Linked DNA regions of Hordeum vulgare: all the other regions are linked to region 1. A link is a contact called in public Hi-C and HiChIP or PLAC-seq data. All regions are on one chromosome and are shown on one strand. The core of a region is the stretch at or near the end of the contact, and the rest is flanking DNA. Distances in the headings are between cores, read along the strand shown.

What was found. Hi-C and Micro-C count contacts between places; a contact is called where the count stands out from the background. HiChIP or PLAC-seq counts read pairs in DNA pulled down with a chosen protein or histone mark.
Region 2: an H3K4me3 HiChIP or PLAC-seq map of embryo shows a contact between it and region 1, with 5 times the contacts expected there. The contact joins the promoter of LOC123407746 here to the promoter of LOC123411386 in region 1. A contact is called at or near these places in 2 of 6 Hi-C or Micro-C datasets (both in leaf) and 1 of 1 datasets of contacts at active chromatin or transcription factors (embryo).
Region 3: a contact with region 1 is called in a Hi-C map of leaf, with 2.9 times the contacts expected there. The contact joins the promoter of LOC123408626 here to the promoter of LOC123411386 in region 1. A contact is called at or near these places in 4 of 6 Hi-C or Micro-C datasets (leaf and seedling).

The regions. Positions count from the first base shown.
Region 1 is chr7H:45,735,379-45,740,269 of MorexV3_pseudomolecules_assembly, forward strand. It overlaps LOC123411386 (probable inactive nicotinamidase At3g16190), which reads left to right and starts at 3,031. Exons shown (of 5, transcript XM_045104323.1): 1 at 3,031-3,356; 2 at 3,525-3,644; 3 at 4,704-4,891. The coding sequence starts at 3,147.
Region 2 is chr7H:45,910,239-45,915,129 of MorexV3_pseudomolecules_assembly, forward strand. LOC123407746 (F-box protein At5g07610-like) reads right to left here and starts at 1,851. Exons shown (of 2, transcript XM_045100948.1): 1 at 1,667-1,851; 2 at 107-1,563. The coding sequence starts at 1,537. The coding sequence ends at 371.
Region 3 is chr7H:45,889,615-45,894,505 of MorexV3_pseudomolecules_assembly, forward strand. It overlaps LOC123408626, which reads left to right and starts at 1,971. Exons shown (of 13, transcript XM_045101686.1): 1 at 1,971-2,250; 2 at 2,345-2,421; 3 at 2,518-2,598; 4 at 3,059-3,187; 5 at 3,288-3,374; 6 at 3,472-3,525; 7 at 3,941-4,031; 8 at 4,124-4,194; 9 at 4,282-4,351; 10 at 4,480-4,532; 11 at 4,617-4,638. The coding sequence starts at 1,986.

The sequences.
Region 1 (4,891 bases), core at 1,781-4,280:
CAATATTCAATCCGACATAACAAAATCTCAAAGGGGAAGAATCATTTCATCACATCCAGATAGCAAGGGACGAACACCACATGATCCAACTATATTAACAAAGCCCATGATACATCAAGATCGTGATATTTCAAGAACACGAGAGAGAGAGAGAGAGAGAGATGGAGAGAGGGAGAGAGAGATCAAACATATAGCTATTGGTGCATACCCTCAGCCCAGAGGGCGAACTACTCCCTCCTCTTCACGGTGGCCGCCGGGATGATGAAGATGGCCTCCGTTGATGATTGCTCCATCCGACAGGGTACCATAAAGGGCTTTGGATGAGATTTCTTCTTCCCAGAGAGTTGCGGCGGCGGAGTGGAAGTTATAGGTTAACTTTCGGGTGTTTCTCGATTTATAGGAACTTTCAATGTTGGAATCACGTCAATTGGAGCCACATGGGCCCCACAAGCTAACAGGGCGCGCCCTCTTGGCTTGTGGCCCACAGGTGCCCCACGTGCGGTGGTCCTTCGCTCCGGTATTTCTCATATTGTCCAGAAAGAATTGTCAAAAAGTTTTGTGCGGTCCCGAGAACTTCTATTTTTTACATAAAAATACCAAGATAATTATGCTGAAAACAGTGTCAGTCTGGGTTAGTTCTAATTAAATCATATAAAATGCATCAAAACCATATAAAAGTATTTTAAACATAGGTGAATATGACATGAATACTTCATAAATTATCGATATGTTGGAGACGTATCAGCATCCCCAAGCTTAATTCCTATTCGTCCTCGAGTAAGTAAATGATAAAAGTAGTAATTTATGAAGTGCGAATGCTAGCATAGTATATAATTTTGATCAATAATAGTTTCAGTCACTTTTCTAGCATCCTAACCAGCAACTTTTCTCATTAAACTTCTCATGATAGAGTAGCAATCAATACACACGTCATGGTTCAAACAATGCATTCCCTTAAAACTTAACAATTTATATTCTCAGTCGTCAAACAATTTCAACGCAAAGACTAAGTAAGAGCTCCACATACTCATGGTGGACGACAAAGGTCTTTGCCGTCCGTGGAGTGGACCTTTGTCGTCCGCTATGGCAGACGCCAAAGAAGTAGATTTCTGTAGTGAGTATTTGTAGTCGTCGCAAGGTGGTCCACAAACATGATTGTAATTTCCGTTACTTTTGATGTTCTATGAGGCCTGCTATGCGTCCGTCGGTGGATCTTTTTAAAGATCTGCCACCTCATATATGCCGTCCGATTGAGTTGTCCGTTACTCTTTTCTATTTTTCTGCCACAAGCGCCTTGTTGCAAAGCTCATTCCTACAAGAAGATCTCAGTTGCAAAATTTGTTCTCATTTTTTCTGCAACAAAACTCTTGTTGCAAACATAATTCCTGCAACAAGATCTCGTTCGTTCCTCTTTTCTATTTTTCTACCACAAGCGCCTTGTTGCAAAGCTCGTTCCTGCAACAAGATCCCAGTTGGAAAACTTATTCTCTTTTTTTTGTGCAACAAGACTCTTGTTGCAAACATAATCCCTGCAACAAGATCTCAGTTGCAAAATTTGCAATATGTCCAACCTCTTCGTTGTATTCTTGCAAAAAGAACATTGTTGCAAAATTGACAACAACATCTCTGACCTCTTCTTCGTATTCATGCAACAAACCCCTTGTTGCAATTTTATTCAACAAAGCACATAACTTCACCGCGTCCCAGGTGCCATTGCAACAACGTCGTTGTTGCAGGAACTGTTGTTTTGCGCGGTACCAGCTTTTGCAGCTGACCTTGAGAAAGCGACAACCATGCCTGTCCACACCGGTGCTCCTCCAGGACGGTGACGACGGTGCTCCGACAGCGACATGCTTCGCAGAGGAAAGTGAGAAAGGAGAAGGGAGGAGAAGAGGAGGGGTGAGTGACGTAGCAACGACATATGGTTTAATGCACTGGAGGAGGTAGGAGAACAAGTTGGGGAAGAAGATGTAGATGTGGTATGTTCATTGGAGATAAGAAAAAAATGAAAGCAGTGGTGCACGCTCACGTGGGCACGTGACGTACAAAAAAAGACGGTGGACATTTAGCGCAGGATTTGTTAGTTGATCAGAAATTTTTTCCCATCTTCTATGTACTAAAACGTTTTAAATTTACCGGATGATAACGAAGAATCATAAGCCGCTCGCGCTGCTTGACACGTGCCCTCTGGGACCATCCACCACTTCCCCAAGATGACCTTATCTCTTCGCCCATTTTCTCCTCCACACGCTAATCCCTCCTTCCCATCTTTTCCTTCGTCCCCATTCTCCGCTGTCTGCTATGAGCCTGCGACCACCGCACCACCGCGCACCGCTGCTGCGATTTCTGGAGAAAAACAGCGACCACGGCCTCCTGCACATGTCGCAACAGCTGCTATTTTCTTTTGCGGCCGCACTGGAGCTCGGCCGGGGCTGCAATGGAGCTCGGCTGGAGTTGCCATGGAGCTTCGTCGGAGCCGTCGACACTGCATTGAAGCTCGGTCGGGGATGCAATGGAGCTCGGCCGGAGTTGTCATGGAGCTTCGTCGGAGCCGTCGACGTTGCGTTGGAGCTCCGTCAGGGCTTCAATGAAACTCGACCGGAGTTGCGATGGAGCTTCATCGAACCCGTCAGCGCTGCGTTGGAGCTTCGCCGAGGCTGCAATGAAGCTTGGCCAGAGCGTCGGTGTTGCGTTGAAGCTCCACCGGCGCTGCAAGGGAGCGTCGCCGGTGCCACGAAGCTGCAACCATGGGGAGCGTCTCATCGTGCGGCTGGTAGCATCTTATTGTACGGCTACCAAGGAAAATCAATCGGTTGATCCGTAGCACGCGCCATGAATAAATTGAAAAATTCTCTCTCTAAAAAAGGGAATGGCCAAAGCCAATATTCCTTGCCAAGCAAAGCATCTCCCACAATCCAAACAGATGCGTCTGGTGGTACTGTCAGCGTCCAACTCCAACCTCCGTTCAACCTCCCCCGGTGCGCCCACACCCACTCTCCGACCAAACCCTCTCCCTCTCTCCCATCCCACGCGTCGTCCGAATTCCTCTCCACAAAAATCATTCAAACAGTGCTTCCCCATGGATTAATAAAAAAGAAGGAAGAAGATTCTTACCGCGGTTTTTTCTTCTTTCGCGGGCGCGATTTATGCCCTCGCATCTGGCGTTGCTGTCGTGCCTGCTGGTGCTGGTCCTCTCCCTCGACAAGTTCCTCCTCCACTACCTCAAGAGGCGCTGGCTCTCCGGCGGCGGCGGCAGCATAATCCCCCGGATCCCGACCAGCCCCTTCAGGCCGCACCGACCCATGGCGGCCGCCGGCAAGTGGAGCGAGACGGCCATGCTCGTCATCGACATGCAGGTGCGTGCGGGCCCTCCGTTCCTCTCTCGATCCGGGCCGTTCCCCTTCCCCCCCCCCCCCCCCCCCCCCTTCATTTCATTTCCTTTGTTGTGAGGAAAGAATCCAGCTTTTGTTCGGGATTCCTTGTTCGGTGGGTCGCCTGACCTGCCTGCTTGTGGGTTGTCGCAGAAGGATTTCGTGGACCCGGCGATGGGCAGCCCGGTGCTGGTCGCCGGCGGCGAGGCCGTCGTCCCCGCCGTCGCTGAGGCCGTCGCCGTGGCGCGGGAGCGCGGCATCTTCGTCGTCTGGGTAATTACCGCTCCTCTTTTCTAGTGCCGCTTTGCCTATTCTCTGATTTCTTTCTATGCAATACGGGCCTCTAATTTCTTGGGAGCGATCCATTCTAATACGTGTTCTGTGTAATCTCTTACCGGCGTGGCGCTACGGTTCCTGTTTTGCTGGTTAAGTTCGATTAGCCTTGCAATCCCCCTTGTGTTCTAATAATGTAGAAGTCCTACTATTTTCCTTGTCAAGTTCAACAACTGTCTGCTGCAGGATGAGACCTTCGCTCTTCCCAGAATCCACTCACTTGTTTTTTTATTTTTGATGAATGTCCTGCTTTGCACAAGTTACTAGCCGTATTTCTTCTTCAACGTTTTTTAATCATAAAAGTGATTGTTCTTGTTTAATCATTAAATTGCTGACAGATGGTGAGGTATTTGGCTTTGGCCTCTACCCTGATTCGGTTACAAGTTCGAACAATTCCCTTTCTGTTTTACTGTTTCATGTAGGGCACCAAATGACATGATAACATTCCACATTTCGCCATGTATCACGAACGTGACACAATAGTCGTATTATTCTCTCTAATCAAAGTTTCCAATCAGGGCATTTGAGGGTCGCTGAATTAAGTGGTTTGTTGACTTGTTGGTATGCCTTATTTGTTTCTTTCTAGATAAAGTAGAAAGTTGAGTGTTGTCAGATGTTTGTAATGGTTTGGTGTTATTTTAAAATCTGATGCAAAATGAATACTCCAGCTAGCATGGTCTCAATTCTGGTATTATGCAGCGCACACATTGTCAATTTTGGAATAACCTCTTTTGCTTCATTGTGGTGTGTGTGCAAGGTATTCATCAGTTTCCTATTGGTTGTACTGAAGCACATTCCGTTCTAAATTCTGCTAAACATGCTTTGTGATACTAATTTGATCATGAATATTGCAATCTGCAAGCTTAGCCTCTGTTTGTGTAATCACACTTTCCCCTATTTTCTTCACCAACTAGCGTGGTTTCTAGTAATTTGGATGTCTAGGCACTGTCACCATTCTTAGAGTCTGGGTATTGATTGACAATGAACTTTACTATGTAGGTTGTCAGAGAGCATGACCCTTCTGGAAGAGATGTTGAACTTTTTCGCAGACACTTGTACTCTGGAGGAAAGGGTCCAACAGTGAAAGGTTTGAAAGGTGCAGAGCTGGCTGATGGGCTTTTTATCAAAGAAGGCGACTACAAGTTAGTGAAGACAAGATTTAGTGCTTTCTTTGCGACACACCTTGA
Region 2 (4,891 bases), core at 601-3,100, 170 kb after region 1:
TACCTAAAGTGCACAACAAGTTTCAACAAAGAATACAGATAAGTACAATATAAGAGGGACATCAGAAACAGCAACCATGGTACAAATAAATGATAGGCCCATAAAGTTAAATAGGTAAAGCTGTTGCGTGTTTGCTGATAGCAACCATAAACATATATGTTTACATAAGATAAGCAGGTAGCATTACTAAGTTATCTGGAATAGATAGACCCATAAAGTGAGGTTACAACGCAGAGCACACTCGACAACAAAAGAGGAGTAACAGAACATCAGAAAGATGTAACCGGATAGCTGCTGATAATACTAGGGTCCTATGATTGAACGCTACCTGAAAGGCCGACAATGGAACAGCGATATGGAAGCCAGACTATCAGTTCCAATCTGCCAATTCCTTCGAGTACAAGGTTACATAAGGAAGATAGGGCTCCACGGAATCAGGTCCAAGATCGGTGATGAACTGCACTTTCCCACTATCCATTTCATAAGACATGAGTACTTTGTCATGCTCATAAACCAAGAAAATCGTGTTTTGTTGTGGGTGGAGGGCGACAATATGGTACTGGTCTCTCACCTGGACATCCTTCACTCCAAATAGATTCAAACACCTGACACTGTGCTTCAAGACCCACACTTGACTGCCGAAGCGTTCATCACCGTAGTCTTCTTCATTGTAGTCTTCTTCACTGTCGTAGTCTTCGAGAACCCAGATTGATAGTTTGTACTCACGGTGCGGATCACATCTTGCCAGATATAAACGCCCTTGAGACAGATCAATGAACCCGACATCAACACCGGGGCCAGGGCGTGGTGTAGGAATAACCTTCCAAGTAGTTCCCTCCACATCCACTGCCACCACCACAGACTCGACGGCGAGCAAATGCAGCAAACCATTGAAAAAAACACTTTTGGATTCATGGACTATACTTGTTGGGAAGATCCAACTGCGGCATTCATTGTGACTCCAGGCCCCAGTTTTGGACGAGTAGATCTCTACCCCTTTGACGTATCCATCCTCCACGAAACGGAACACATGGAAGTGCGAGGAAACAGCCGGGTCGAACCCCAAGCGAGCTGTCTGCATCTTGGTGAAGAAGCCGGGCAGGGCGACCCATTTCTCCGTGGCAGGATTGCACACCACGTAATCAAATGCCTCCGAACCAAAGGCCTGGAAGCGGCGGCAGAGGAGCAGGCCGTTGCAGCTGTCGAGAAGGTGGAATTGCTCGCAGTCAGGCAGGAAGGGGAGTGAAGGGCGGACAGGAGGGCGGGTTCCCACAGAGACACCCGTGAAATTGTGAGCAGATACAGGCCGCCCAAACCAGCCAGCCTTGTCGACGTCGCTCGAGTAGAGGAAGCCGGCGAGGTCATGGAGATGGTACTGCGGCAGCGCCTTGCGGTGGTCGGGGTGGGAGATGATGCCGCGCCACCGCTTGGAGACGCACTTGAAGCGGCACAGCGACTTGTACGGCACGCGCGACAGGATCTCGACGAGGAGGTCTTCGGTGAGCTTGTCCGCTGGATTCAGCCGCCCGTCTGCCATCGCCGCGGGGAGAGGAGGCGGTCAACCTGCGAACGGGGGCGGAGGAGGAGAGATTGCAGATCCATCGACATCGGTGAGGGCAGCACGAAGGAAGGGAGAGAGGATCTACGAAGAACGTGGCGTACGTACCGGCCGAGAAGAGAGTGGCGGCGAGGGAGCCCGTCCGAGGTGCTCCCGTCCCCGTCGGCGAGGATCTGGCGGCGCGGCGGCGAGGGTCTGGCTGCGGTGTGGAGTGGAAATGGATGACAGGCCGAGTGAATGGGGGAAGAGGAGTGTTGCTGTGTTGGGCTTTTGTGTTGCTGTGTTGGGCTTATGTCTTTCTTTCAGCCTGCGCTTCAGCCGTTCTACGGTCTTGGCTCCTATTTAATGCGTAGGTCGCTGAAATCACTCACTAAGATCACTCCAACAGCCGCGCAAAAAGGCGCGCGCTAAAAAACGGCAGTTTACCGCGTGCGGGACTGAAATGCGCGCTCCAGCGGCGGTGGGAAAACCGTGCGCGCGGGAACCGCTAGCGCGCGCGAAAAGGCGGCAGCCCGAGCGCCCATAAAAGGCAGCGCGCTGCCCTGCCTCTCGCGCCGCGTTCTCTCTTCCTCTGTCACTCGCGCCGCCGCCGCGTTCTCCCTGCCTCTCGCGCCGCGCTCTCTCTCCCTCTCGCGCCGCCGCCGCCGACGACGAGCCACCATGCCGCCGCGCCGCCGGTCTGCGTCGGGCTACCGCGGCGTTCGCGAGCGCCCCAACAGCGGGTTCTACGTCGAGATACGCTCCGGCGATCTACGGCTGAGCCTCGGCACCTACGACACGGCGCACGAGGCCGCCCGCGCGTTCGACGCGGCGGCGTGGCGCCTAGGCAGGCCGCGACTGCAGATGAATTTCCCCGACGTCCGCACGCTCCAGCAGGCATTAGACCTGGCCCCGCCACCTCGTCTAAACTCCGCACAAGACCGTGCGGAGCACACTGCGCTGCAGCGCCGCCTCCTCGTCGCCCAGGAGGACGAGCGGGTCATGGTGGAGTGGCGCCGGCGCCACCCGGAAGACGTCGCCTACGAGCAGGAGTACTGGAAACGGCGCCGCGAGGAGGACACGCGCCGGCGCCGCGAGGAGCGGTTGGATAGACGTCGTCGGAAGGCTTTGGCGTGTGCGCAGGCCGACCTCGTCAATGCAGGCGGGAGGTCCTTCTTCACTGAAGAAGATGAACGTTGGTTTGACATTTGGCTGTCAACCTCCGACGACACCGACGATGATGGTGGTGCAGATGACTGGAGCGACTAGGATTAGTATTTTCTTTATCGAACTATCTATCTATGTTTTCGAACTACCTATCTAGTTGCTATCTATGTAAAATAACTTTGTATCTTTTTTATTTAAATGCAATCTATTTATTAGAAAAAATTATGCGCGCTGCATTTTTGGGCACTGCTGGAGCCAGCGCGCGCGCTGCATTATAGCGCGGCTGTTGGAGCCAGCGCTGCGCGACGCGCAAAACCAGGCGACCAGCGCGCGGCAAACTCGTTTTTTAGGCGCGGCGCGAAGCGCGCCTGTTGGAGATGCTGTAAAAATCACTCCTCGTCTTAGCAAGAGTGACGCGCTTGTCATATTTTTTATTTTAAATAGATTCATTTATTGAAAGCGTTTGCTGTTGGTTTTCCCTCTCGTTAAGGCTATGGTTCTCGAGGCGCTTCTCGCCGCCGTCGAGTTTTGACCTTCCCCGCCCGAGTACTTTTACGTGGAGTCTTCCCCCCGTTCCCCTGGATGCCGCACGCGCTGCGGGGGGGCACGTGAGAGCAAGGAGCCTAGGTTCCCTCATAACAACCCAATCTAATCTTTGGGTTAGTGATCTACATGGCTTAAGAATCGGCGTCGAGTTCGACTGGGATGAGCGACGTCGAGAAGATGATGCAAGAGCTGGGCCTCAACGAGGAAGACCTTGACGATGTGGTCTTCGATGAAAAAGAGGCTCCGTCGGAGGCAGCCCGGTGAATCGCTCTGGCTAGGGTTAACTCTATTAAAACCTATAGTCAGTACTGGATTTTCCGCAACATGAGATCAGCTTGAGACTTAGCGCAGGAGGTGAAGTTCAAACCTCTAGAGGACAATCTTTACACCATCCAATTCTCTTGCCTTGGGGATTGGGAGAGGGTCATGCAAGAGGTGTCGTGGCACTCACCGGGCGATGATGACGAGTTGATGGATATACTTCTCGCCCCTTGTTAGTTACCCCAAGTGGAAGGTGGAGATGTAGTCAGCAGCAGATTTCCCTTACACGGGGACTATAAGGTTTATCGAACCGGGAGAACTCCGGGATCAACAAGTAGGTGTCCGCTGCTCTGGCGCTAGCAGAAGACGTGGACCTGCACCCACAACAAATAACTTTGCTCCTTATACGTTTCCGTCGTATCTACTTTTCCGAACTCTTTTGCCCTTGTTTTGGACTCTAATTTGCATGATTTGAATGGAGCTAACCCGGACTGACGTTGTTTTCAGCATAATTGCCATGGTGTTGTTTTTCTGCAGAAATGAAAGTTCTCGGAACGTCCTGAAAATTTACGGAGATTTTTTCTGGAATAAAAGAAAAATACCGGCGCAAAGATCCACGTGAGGGGGCGTGCCAGTGGGCCGCAAGCCCCTGGGCCGCGGCCACCCCCTAGGCCGCGCCATGCAGGCTTGTGGGGCCCACGTGGCACCCCCCCCCCCCAATCTCAACTCTATATCTTTTGTTTCGCCTGGAAAAAAATCAGAGAGAAGGTTTCATCGCGTTTTGCGATACGGAGGCGCCGCCACATCATGTCTTCATCTGGAGGGCAGATCTGGAGTCCGTTTCGGGCTCCGGAGAGGGGAAATCGTCGCCATCGTCATCATCAACCTTTTTCCATCGACAATTCCATGATGCTCTTCATCGTTCGTGAGTAATCTCATCGTAGGCTTGCTGTACGGTGATGAGCTGGATGAGATCTATCATGTAATCGAGTTAGTTCTTGACGGGGATTGATCCCTAGTATCCACTATGTTCTAGATTGATGTTGCTACTACTTGGCTATGCTTAATGCTTGTCACTAGGGCCCGAGTGCCATGATTTCAAATCTGAACCTATTATGTTGTCGCCAATATATGTCTGTTTTAGATCCTATCTTGCAAGTTGTAGTCACCTACTATGTGTTATGACCCGGCAACCCCGGAGTGACAATAGCCGGAACCACTCCCGGAGATGACCATAGTATGAGGAGTTCATGTATTCACCGCGTGTTAATGCTTTGGTCCGGTTCTTTATTAAAAGGAGAACCTTAATATCCCGTAGTTTCCATTAGGACCCCGCTGCCACGTGAGGGATGGACAATGGATGTCATGCAAGTTCTTTTC
Region 3 (4,891 bases), core at 721-3,220, 150 kb after region 1:
CTGCACACCTGTCCGCAAACATCCGTGTAACCGCGAGGGTCGGCTCTGATACCAACTTATAACGTTCCAGACACACCTGTCGACGGTCGAATGGGCTCCCGGAAAAGAAGGAATTCCTTATTGATATGAGTAGTCTATCATCCCTAATAAGCCAAGCTATCACATAAACATACACAAAATCATCTCAAGACAGAAAATTTGGATTCAACCAAATTTAGCTTAAGCTTACAACTTGAGCATTCTCTCAAGAATACATATTAGTCTACATATATTCAAAACATATACGAGAAGTTTAGTGTGGATATATCATAACAACGAAAGACATGTATGGTCATACTACCTTTGATAAGGTACACACCTAGGGTTGATAATGAAGTGACATAAAGACCTGAAGTTCTATATCTCACTAATGTCAAAGCACTCATATGGTTGCAAGCTATGTCAGGCCTGACACCATATTTGCTATGTTTGTTTAGAGTGCACCCCCAACAGAAGGTACATGCTTGATATATGGAATATCGTCTTATATCTTAAGCTCACAATAAATCTTGGACAATCCCTTTAGGAAATAAAAGACATGACTATTATATGATGTAATTATATTGGCTCTTTATTTGATCTCAGCAATGCCATATCAACGACTGAATTCACTAGAAAGTCTTCTCTGAGAGTCATCTAAATAGACTTTAACTACTATTTCCACTTATCATTTTGACATAATTGATTTATCTAAAAGCATTGCAAAATATGCATGGCTTGGCAGAATGATTAACCACACTCAAAATCATGTGGTTGAGATTCATGAGAATCACATAACTTGATTTATCAAGATACTTCCACTTGTGTTACTCAATACCTATAGAAATATGAAGACCAATATCATAAATCACATTGCTCAGAAATTACTTATCCTCACGGTTATAGAAAAGTGAGGAAATAATTTGCAAACAAAATACTGTGATAATCCAACATATTATACACAATCTCATGTCCATGTCAATGGAATTGCTATGAGACATCCTCCATATTTGCAAAGTTCAGGGGGAGTAATCTCCCGAACTATAACCTATTAACAATCATCAGATTGCATATATTGTACTCTTTTTTCCTTGATGAGTTTTTTTCCTAATGGTGTCTTATAAAAAGATTTTTAACGAGACAATATAAACACAAGTGTCTATATATGCCATATTATTTTCTCCTTATATTTTCGCACTGGGTTTTGAAGGAGTCTTGAATGGCATATGAGATCGCATTCTTTTCCCTTATGAGTTTTCTCTCAAAGTTTCTCATAATGATTTTTTTAATGAGGAAATATCTGCTCAAAGATCATATGTCATACTTTCTATTTTTCCTATCAGAGTTTTTAAAGGAAGTACTCAAGGTATATTTATTGTTCTCTAAACTCGAAAATAAGTTTTTTTCAATGAGTTATCACGAAACAATAATCATTATATGTTGTATCGTTTTTTTCTTGTTTTTTTCACAGGGTTTAAAAGAGTTTTAGCAACATATCTACACTATTCTCCTCATATTTCTCCCACAGGGTTTTTAGAGGAGACTTTAAAGATTATACAATGATTTCTCAAGATGGAATGATGAACATCCTCAAGGACGAAGTTATTTATAAAGAAGTTCTTATCAAGAAGATGACTATTTACAAGATGAAGAATTGATTAGAAGGAGTGTTAGGAATAATTAATATGTATTAATTATTTAATTATTAATCAATACTCCTACCATGTCGGTTGTTCTTTTGTCAACCCTTTTTGTAAACCGTCATGTACTCGGTATAAATATCCCCAATTTCCATCCATGAGATATCACTGTTCATTCCAACTATTCGCTCCTCTCTCTCTCGTTGACTTTGAACAGGGAGCACGAGCATCCTCCCCACGCTGCGCCGGCGACCGGCTAGCTGGCGAAACACGTGGACGCCACGCCCCCTCGCGCCTTATCGGCCGTCGATGCTGCTGAGGCGGTCCATGGCGCTGGCGCTGGCCCTCGCCGCGGCTGCCATGTGGGCCCCGCCTCGCCTCGGCCACGCGACGGGCGGCCACTCGAAGAGACGCCTCGTGGGGGTGGCGGTGGGGCCCGGCTGCCACTCCTCCAGTTCCACTTCCAGGTCCACCACGCCCGGTTCCATGGCGGACCGCACCGAGGCCACCGGAGCCCCAATGGCCGCCGCCGCCGGAGACCTCAGGTCGGAGTTCCGCGAGGTGCTGCTCAGCCGCCGCCGCGAACGCCAAGGTCAGCCGGCCCCCTCCCCCTCCCTCCCTCTCCCTCTCTCCCGCGCGCCCGCCCGTGGGTCTGCAGCCTACTAATAAGTTGATCAATGCCCCAGTGCCTCTGACCGTGGAGCAAGGGAGCCCGGTGAAGGAGCCGCTGTACCAAGGCAACGGGCCTCTGGGGCTGAGAGAGGTCAGTGCCCTCCGTCGATCTGAGCAAAACACATTCCAGCTTCCAGATCGACGCGACTGGGTCGACTCGACCGTGTCTGAATCCCTTTTTTTCCAGGCCATGGAGTCGTGCCCGAGGAAGGAGGTGGACAACTTCGAGGAGAAGCTCGTCGAAGAGAATTTCTACCTGATGACCGAGGTACCCTTTGTTTGGCCCATACCTCAGTTCTACGATCAATCGATCGATCGATTCGTCGCAGGTGCCAAGTGGAGTGGGTACAGACAGTGCAGCACATTGCTTGTTTCTGAATATTGCGCCTGCACACCGCCTGCCCACGTATCTGCAAGTTTAACTTGAGATCAATGAAAGCCAGCTGCATTTGAGCTACCCCAAAGATACTTGAGATCAATGCCAGTGCTCGTCGTAGACAGGCTGACATTGCAATGCATGTGCTTCGCTTAGTACATTGCCGCCATGTTTCCACTCGGACCCTCTGTCTGAATCACCCACTTTTGGAGAGCCTGATAGTTGGTGTATTAAATGTGGTTCTGAGATCCAGCTCCAGTCAAGTCTACAGTGAACGGGCACTGGCTTGGCTTTATTGTGCCTCTTGTTCCCTGAACAGAAGAATTTCTCATCACTTTTCTCCCCCCAACAGTCAGGTGAACAGGGACGCCTGCCTGTACTTCTACTGAAACTCAATGACACTGCTCCTGAAAGGAAGCCAGTCGTTGTAATACTGCACAGCTCGTACAAATGCAAGGAATGGTTGCGTCCACTGCTTGAGGTGAAATTCCTTCTCTTTCAACCATACCAGCATGCCCGTATGCAGTATACATCAATGTTTAGCACCAGTTAGTGTTCTTAACTTGCTTGCACATTTGCAGGCATATGCCTCCAGGGGTTATATTGCTGTCGCCATCGATTCTCGTTATCATGGTGAAAGGGCCAGCAGCAAGACTACTTACATAGACGTAATCTACTTACTTTGTGCGCTACTGATTTCATGAAGTTTTCTATCCATAGATTTCAGTTGAACTGACCATCCCTACTTTCGTGGTTCAAACACAGGCACTGAAATCATCTTGGAAGAATGGGGACACTATGCCTTTTATTTTTGACACGGTACTGTATGGTATTTCCACCTGTTACAGTTAATCTTTTGATTGTTCTTAAGTTCTCTTAACAGTGTTGTTCAATTTTCCCATCAAAACATTTTTTGTAATAAATGGATGGTTCTGTACCAATAAATGTCAAACCGGATATGTATGGCACATGCCTTTAGTTGGGCTGGCCCAGTGCCATGCTTGGTGGTCTACTCTTTAACTAACCTGATGGGTAAGCCACTGTTGTTGGTGTTAGTCCAGCTGTACTGATGCCATAACTAGACTAGTTGGGTCAGCACTTCAGTTGAATTCTGGATTTATTCTCTTGGTCTGGTTCTCTCCCTATGATTGTCTTCTACTGTATGACCTAGTACATCATACATCAAAACATGTTAGGCCTGCTTTCTGTGATACTCAGTGAGGAACATGTGCAGGTGTGGGACTTGATAAAGCTTGGGGATCATCTTAGTACAAGGGAGGATGTCGATCCCTCTAGGATAGGGATTACTGGTGAATCACTTGGAGGTATTATAGATCATGATCGCATCATGACACTGAATTAATACATAGACTTCACTTCTAGAAAATTTATCTTTTTTATTTGGAGCTGAATACAGGAATGCATGCATGGTTTGCTGCTTTTGTGGATACACGGTACAGTGTTGTTGTTCCAATAATTGGTGTTCAGGTACACACAGCAGTAATTTGTTGATGTGGGTGCGCATAGTTTTGTGATTTGTCCCTTGTAAAGCAATGCTCTTTGTGGTGGCTACAGGGATTTCAATGGGCAATAGATAATGACATGTGGCAAGCTAGAGTTGATAGCATTAAGCCTTTATTTGAAGGTGAGATACCATGCATCCTCTTTAAGATTGGGCGCAAGCCATTGAAAATATAGATCACAACTGAAATGTATTGTATCAGTTCAGAACATTTACATGTAAGTATCCATGTCGTTTTCTCTGCCCTGTAGAAGCAAGAATTGATTCAGGGAAGAGTGAAATAGATGCAGAGGCTGTGAGAAAGGTGACTATCTGATTTATTTGACATTTATTTCTGATCATTCCATTAGAATTGTTTCACGATCGTGTATTGACATATTTTTACCAGGTTTGGGACCAGATAGCACCTGGTATGGCTTCACAGTTTGATGCTCCCTACTCAGTTCCTCTGATTGCACCACGTCCGCTCCTCCTCCTAAATGGTAAAACCAATCATATTTCTTATTGAGTGCTTCTGCTTCGACCAATAGTTTATCGGCTTGTTGCATAACCCAAAATATTGAAAAGTCTCTCACTTCTCTTTTATGAGTTCAGTGAGCACTTGTCAGGGCTGGGGCTTCCAGTCTTCAGTATATATGTTAGTTGTATACTTTTATGGTTGAG